Regions from separate parts of the Gasterosteus aculeatus genome. Here region 1 is linked to region 2. The links are chromatin contacts, called in public Hi-C maps. All regions are on one chromosome and are shown on one strand. Each heading gives the region's core, a stretch centred on a gene start, on an enhancer-like site or on the middle of the called end of the contact. The rest is flanking DNA. Distances are from core to core; before and after follow the strand shown. Region 1 overlaps LOC120818514 (a long non-coding RNA gene). Region 2 holds the start of tsc22d3 (TSC22 domain family, member 3).

The links. A called contact is a pair of places that touch in the nucleus more often than the background predicts.
Region 1: a contact with region 2 is called in a Hi-C map of liver, with 6 times the contacts expected there. The contact joins the enhancer-like site here to the promoter of tsc22d3 in region 2. A contact is called at or near these places in 4 of 6 Hi-C or Micro-C datasets (liver, skeletal muscle and whole body).

The regions. Positions count from the first base shown.
Region 1 is chr4:8,593,090-8,596,586 of fGasAcu3.hap1.1, forward strand. It overlaps LOC120818514 (a long non-coding RNA gene), which reads left to right. Exons shown (of 3, transcript XR_005712171.2): 3 at 1-1,591. Among protein-coding and RNA genes, the nearest start is that of LOC120818514, 9.8 kb to the left of the region's middle. Within about 2 kb of position 1,287, at least 5 of the 9 cell types and tissues checked have open chromatin away from gene starts, as enhancers often do. A contact at or near this core is called in liver, where this site is marked.
Region 2 is chr4:8,533,234-8,536,703 of fGasAcu3.hap1.1, forward strand. tsc22d3 (TSC22 domain family, member 3) reads left to right here and starts at 2,118. Exons shown (of 3, transcript XM_040173645.2): 1 at 2,118-2,922. The coding sequence starts at 2,612.

The DNA of each region.
Region 1 (3,497 bases), core at 37-2,536, 59 kb after region 2:
TATAGGAAAACTGCATGGTTTGCCAGCAACACTTTGCTTCGTATTCATTGGTTCCACACATTCGTATCCAGGACATTTATGACTAGTTTTCTGCTGTTGCCCACAATTTTTTTGGTTGGTCCCAAAGGAATCTGTCGTTTATTCATGCAGGCACATGTTGTGAGTAAATGGACCAGATGTATTCTGCTCCAATATACTTTGTAAAAAGATTATACAGGCAGGTAATAGGATCTAAACCTCCCATGCAAGCCTCTAAACCCCTGATGCAACACCACCACAAAGGCACAGGAAGTGCACATAGTAGTAGTGAGCCCTCTAGTTCTAGAGGCCTTTGTGTGCTGTGTACCAGCACAATAATTGGAAAGTTTTTCTATCCCTTCAGTCTTGCAAGATCATTCATCCAACGCCCTGCCGTGGCATTTGTATGAATGGGAAAACCAGCAGGAGCTTGAACTTTCACAACCTCAGTAGAGATCCAACTCTTTGCTTTTGCTTTCATCCCAATGCAAGATGATTACGTTATACGTGTCATCATTACAGCCACTTGGATGGATCCTCACTTACCTTCAGAGTTGAGGAATCCTGTACCAGTGAGCCCCCTAGAGGCAGAGATTTGAGATGCATCCTGTGGCGTGCCCAGAGGGTGTATCTGTCAGACACCACCAACATGCCTGAGCTCATGAATGTGACACATAGAACAAGCAATTCTAAATGCAATAAATGCATTCCTCTCAGAACGGGCAGTTATGAGCGCACATGCATTATGTGTGTTAAATGATAGCATCAGTTGCCTTATTACACTGTAACATCTTATCCTGCAAAACCTGTTTTGTCCTCAAAGTTCTGTTCATCTCACATGCAGGATCTTTGTTTGTTTCTTTCATGTGCTGCTGACAATCAATTATTATTGGTATTTCAGCAGCACATACATTGGTTGTTAGCAACAATTGTTTTACCTGCAGAAAGTCAGTGGTTTATTCTAAATGTAATTATACTTTACTAGATATGCAATAAAATAATCAATTTTATAACAGACCACTGCAACACACTTTTTCCGTGCTGCAGTACATGCCCCAGCTGCACGGGATTACAACTCCTGCCTGCGTGCCATGATATATTACGCGACGACTTCTTAATGTTTGCGTTTTCTCACAAATCACGTGCACTATTCTTTTTGCTCGTACCCGTTAAACCTGCTGAAAGGGAAATCAGCATGAACTCGCCTGTGTCACACTGTCTCCCCTTAGCGGACTGGCAAACCGCCCAGACAGCTGCTGCTTGCGTGCCACCACTGTTTGGGTAGATATGAATCTGTGCTCTGGAGAAAACTGGGATGATTCACCAGTGATTGTGTGTGTGTGTGTGTGTGTGTGTGTGTGTGTGTGTGTGTGTATGTGCGTGTCAGTTATAAGCTGAGGCCTTTTTACTGAAGTCTGTCTGCTCTCTCTACCTCATTCTCACTTCTCAGCGGAACTACTTTTAATAAAATCGGGAGGGGTTAGAGGGTGAGGGCTGATTCCTCTCTGAAAGATTGCATCAGTATTATTAAAATGTGGAATTCCACTTGTTTGTTAAATAAAGGGACAGTGACAGAAATCCTGCATCCTTTTTTTTCTTCTCTGTAATCAACAGCCCTGGCTTCGCTGCATTAAATCGAATACATTGAAATAAGAGAGGCAGTAAGGCAGAAAGGTGCTAGATGTGAGCCCTTAACAAAGGATGCAATGGATATTTTGAACCTCATTTCTACAACCTCATTGGCATTAAAGTTCCCATATAAAAGTGGCAATTTATACAGAGGAAAGCCACGTGTGTATCTGTTCTTTTGGGTTGCCGTATTGCTTTGACTGGCAGCTCACAGTGGATGATTCCCCCATTGCTCTTCAGCTCGTGATTATGGTGCAATTAGCACAGCGTCCTTACTTTCCATCAGGGCCTGGGTCGTTAAGGTCAAGTTGGCAACTCTGCAGCCCCAGAGTGAAAGAAAAAACATTAGCAACCTTGAGACTGTACTCAAACACAACATGGCAAACCAAACAAGTGCAAAGTACACACAGCTGACGGCACACACACAGGTTGGGTAGTATGTGCTCTTAGGAATGCCTTCTCCCATTACTTGGCATGTTTTCAAGGCGGTCTGCAATCTGTGGGTGATACATTCATGGAGAATGCTACTGCCATCTAATTTAAGCTAATAAGGAATGTATTCATTTCACATTGCCTTTTTCCAAACTGAAAATCCTTTCAGTCCCGTCAATGTCAACAGATTCACAAAAACATATCCTCAGTTATGTCTGTGAGTGCGTGAAGACTGACATATGTGTGTGTGTGTGTGGGTGGTTTTCAGACGGTTCCTTTTGTAAGAACGACCAAGGACACCTTGTTCTGAGAATGAGTGCTTTCACTTTGAAAGCAACCTCAGAAAGGTTGATGAGGAATGTGCGGGCAACATGTTTTCTGTGAGTGAAACAGAGGTGCAGACCTTCCATGATGAGCCTCAAGGTGATCTAAGACCACCACAATGTGGCCACCGTTCAGAGCCACTGCTTTTACATTATTGAACTGCTTTTGCCGGCCCGCAAGATGTGTGCAGAACAAAAAGCAGCAGAACAGAAACACCACATGGGTATTTACCAAAGAAACCCATGGACTTTGCTGCCTAAATGGAGTTTGTCAGTTGGCTTTGTAAATGAAGACTGGTTGATTTCACAACATTTCATCCCGCGGCTCATTTCCCTGTACGTCGCTAATCTGCAGTGTCACCATAAGGGTGGCAAGCACAATGCGCTTCATCCTAGCGGTTTGTAGAAGATTAGGGATGCAGGGAACAAAGGCTGCTGTTTTGGCTGACTGGCAAGGCCTTTCATGGGTTTAGTGGTGGCTGCTCAGTACTTTCTGTTCAGCTGTGGGATCTGTGTACCGACAGCTCTGCCTTATTGCTGGGTAACGTAGAGACACTCATCGGGCCGCACGCCCCGACTGCCACGGATCTGCTGAGCCTAAACGTCGTCCCTCGAGAGCAATTTCGTCAGACGGCCATCTGCTGAACGCTTTGTCTCCATCACCGTTTACTGTGACCGATCCACATTCGACCTGCAATTCAAAGATATCGTGAAAATACACACCCTGGACTGTGCAGTACGTTTTTTCCTCCTTGTTATCGGTTACATCAAATACTTTTGCACTTTGTTGAAAAATTGGTTGTTTTTCAGGTTGTTACCAGGAGGTTTGGATTTACGATATTCACTTTACGTTGAGGCTCACGCTTCGATTCCAAAGGCTACAACAACACACCAAAGCAAATAAACAATTTGTTGACCATGCCCACCTGAAGAGCATGCTTATTCTAAATTTTCTTCTAGAACGGCATTGATATCTTTGTGAAAGCAAAACATGTGTGTACCCCCCCCCCCCCCCCACACACACACACACACACACTCACACACCGTTGGATGTTTTGACATTCAACACCAGGTGATACGTCACAGAAAAGCAGA
Region 2 (3,470 bases), core at 868-3,367:
CAAACTAAGCTCTCCGGCGGAGCTTAATGAGGTTCCTGTGAGAACTTTAAGCAAAGAAAATAAGTTCTCAAAGTTTGGCCGCGGTAAAAGCTTGGCAGTTTAAAAGGACTCTGACATAATAGGTCTTACAGTAAATCGCCCAGGAGGTATTCTTGAGTGCACTCTAAAAGGCTGCAAAACTCCTAATAGGGTTTTGAGCTGAGAAAAAAGAGGTTACAGTGATAATATTATACATGCAGCAGCCGTTATTATTATCATTATGATTGTATAGTTACAACATGGATAACAAATGGCTCCCATCGATGTTTACCTGCAAACTGCAGATTAAAACAAAATGCCTTCTGACATTCCACATGATTTAGCTCGGCCTATGAGCATTTGTGGAGACAAACACAAAACAATGATACAAACAAACCAAGACCCTCATGCATTGCACACGTCTGCAGTTGCCAGTTTAAAATGTAAATGGAGATGAGACGTCCTCACTGACTCACACATTGTGAAAATGATGCTGCCACACAGTTCTCTGTAGTGTGTAACCTTCAAACGTTCGGCCCCTCCGGCCACAACCCACCTGAGTGGGGTCAAAGCAAGCTGTCAAAGGCAAAACACCTGCACTGATGTCACCGATTGGGTCGGCCCAATTTATTCACTGCAGATTAACCGCCGGAATATTCATGTGTTTTTTTCACATCATTCATGTGCGATGATAAAACTCCACCAATAGATTTAATTGCAAAAAAAGTAAAGTATCAGCGTTTACACTTTACAAGAAAGGTGGATGGGTTTTTTTGGAGAAGAATTCCAAATAAATTAATTGGGGCAATTCAACTATTTTGTATAATGTCTTTTCCGAACACCTTTTCTTCCAAAAGCGCCGACTTGCTCTAAATACCAAATAGTGCTGTTGAAAATGTTTAAATCAGTAATTTATTTACAATTTATTTACAATCCCTGTGATGACTTGCTATGCTTACGACAAGCGACCCTTCTAACAAATTGCCACCAGGGGGTAGTCTCTACCCAAACTAGTCCTCAGCCTTCCAAATGTAGGGTTCCTCTGCCCGAGGACGTCAATACACACTCGATAAAGCAATGCTCAGTCATTTTCTCTGCTTAATTGATCCCACTGCTACCCAATAATGTGTGGTGTGGCATTTCTTTATTGCAGCAGCATGCCTCAGAGTGCAACACGCTATTTGTAATCATCCTGTTGTTTTGCTCCTGCGTGACCAGCCATCTGTAGACAGCATGCGGTGGACTTGTTGGTCGGCGGTCGAGGTCAGGGGCTCGGCGGTGCAATCCTCCCCGAGCTGCCCGTAGGGCTGTAATGACATTGTCCTGGTATTTATCAGGGCTTGCGAAACACTCGTCCGGGGGACAAGAACACAACATGCTCTTAGCCAACAGGTTGGATAGATATGTAATAATGACAAAATTGTGAACAAACACAAGGCCGGCTTGATAAGGTAATGGTTATGTGTGCTGTGCAAGTAGAAAGCACACTTTCAGAATTACTCTCTCTCTCTATCACACACACACAAACACGCACCACGACACCAACGTGTAACACTCACTTCATATTTATTGCGTCAATAACTTGAATTCATCGAGATTGACTCCAGTCAATTCATCTTAACCTGCACATACTCACAGTCAACTCTCACCGCATCATAATTGTGCTTTATCTCATTGCACAATTGAATGCTGATTCGCGATCAGAATTTTGATTGACTCCATAAATCCAACCAAATCCAACCGCTGAGGCTCACCTCAACAACAGCATTTAAAATGCCAACCTGTCAACTCCCATCACAAACTTTTTCAAACAACAGAGACAGACGTGTAATCTTGTGCTTGTGTGTGTTCCTGCGGCCTCCCTCACCCGGCCACTCCTTGTGCTGTCAGCATGGCGGGGTGGAGTCGGCGGCGCTGCACGTGTTGAAAGTCTGCACGGAAGCTTCCCTCACTCGCGCTCTATCTGCCTTCCCCTGAATATTTGCATGGCTAAGCTGAAACAGAAAAGAGGAGGGGCCCAGTGTGTGCAACCAGCCCGGCTTTTTACCAATCAAAGGGGTTTCCCCACCCTCTCTGACTCCTTCCCTCCCTTCTCTGTTCAGTCCCACTGTGTCTGAGCACTCCAACACCCCCCAACCCTCCCCTCCCAAAATAAAAGTGAAGGAAAAAAAAGTGATAAGCAGCGAGCCGCTTGTGGGTTTTGCTTTCAAGCTCCCTCCTGCTGAATTGGCGTGCGTGTCTGTGTGTGCGTGTGTGTGTGGGGCGTTCACTCTTTCTCCTGCCACACTAACAACACGTTGCAGCAGCGTTGGCCCACGAACAAAAAGCAGCAGAGCCGCGGGAGGTGAGACGACTCGGTGCTGGAAGCAGGCAGAGTGGCCCAGCGCGACTGCGAGACTCAGCGGGGGAACTCAGCCTGACATTCACGCTTCCTGCTCCCCGGAGCCCGGCCCGCCTGTCCGTCTCTGCCACACTGTTTTGTCTCCCTTTCGTTCACCTCAGCCGCTGAGATTCCTGCACCTGCCTTTCTACCCCTCGGCAGGGGCACCAGAGGGGGGGTCCTTTTCTCTTTTCATCCACCTGTGCCGACGAGATGTCAGACGACGAGTGCCGCTCGCCCATCGGCCTGGACTGCTGCAGTTGCTGCCTGGACCTGGCCAACGGCTGCGATGACCCCATCGGGGGCCTCGGCGCCACGCCGGGAAGCCCCACCAGCCCCATCGCCAATCACTTCCGCCGGCTACGCAGCCAGCTGATGTACCAGAACACGGACAAGCTGAACAACATCATGAGGCAGGACTCCCTGGAATCGGTGGTGAGGGACCCCTGCTTCCTGCTGAACGAGGGGATCTGCAACAGCAACATCGACCAGACCATGTTGTCCATACTACTCTTCTTTCACAGGTATGGCCGCTGTTTGCTCAGCTGAGCGCCACACGCTTATCTGATCAGATTACCAAGCAATATCGAGGGTGATGTCATTGACACATTTGAACTTGTGCTGAAAGTTTCGCTTTGGAACATTTGGTACAAAGTCCACTTTCACTCACTTCTGCATCTGCAAGTACGCGAGCACGTCACCGGGCTGATGTGGTCTTTTCTGGTTGTCGACAACACACTATGTCATCACAGGGAAGTGGGGAGACAAATAGTGAGATTTAAATGCAGACGATCAGGTGGAATTTGTCTGTCTATATTGAAAACAAATTGAATAGACATAGAACAATGTACAAATATTCATGCAGCACACAGTGTCTTTTTACATCAACACAAGCCCAGTTTTTTCATACAGCATATTTGACATGTTACACAACATGACACTAATATTTGCAAGGCGTTGCTTAACTCTCAAGACGACTCGTTGGTCGTAGATTCATCACAGTGAAGACAGACAAAATGTAGATCAAAGAGAACAACCAAACATAAAAACATGAACTTATTCCGAAGCAACA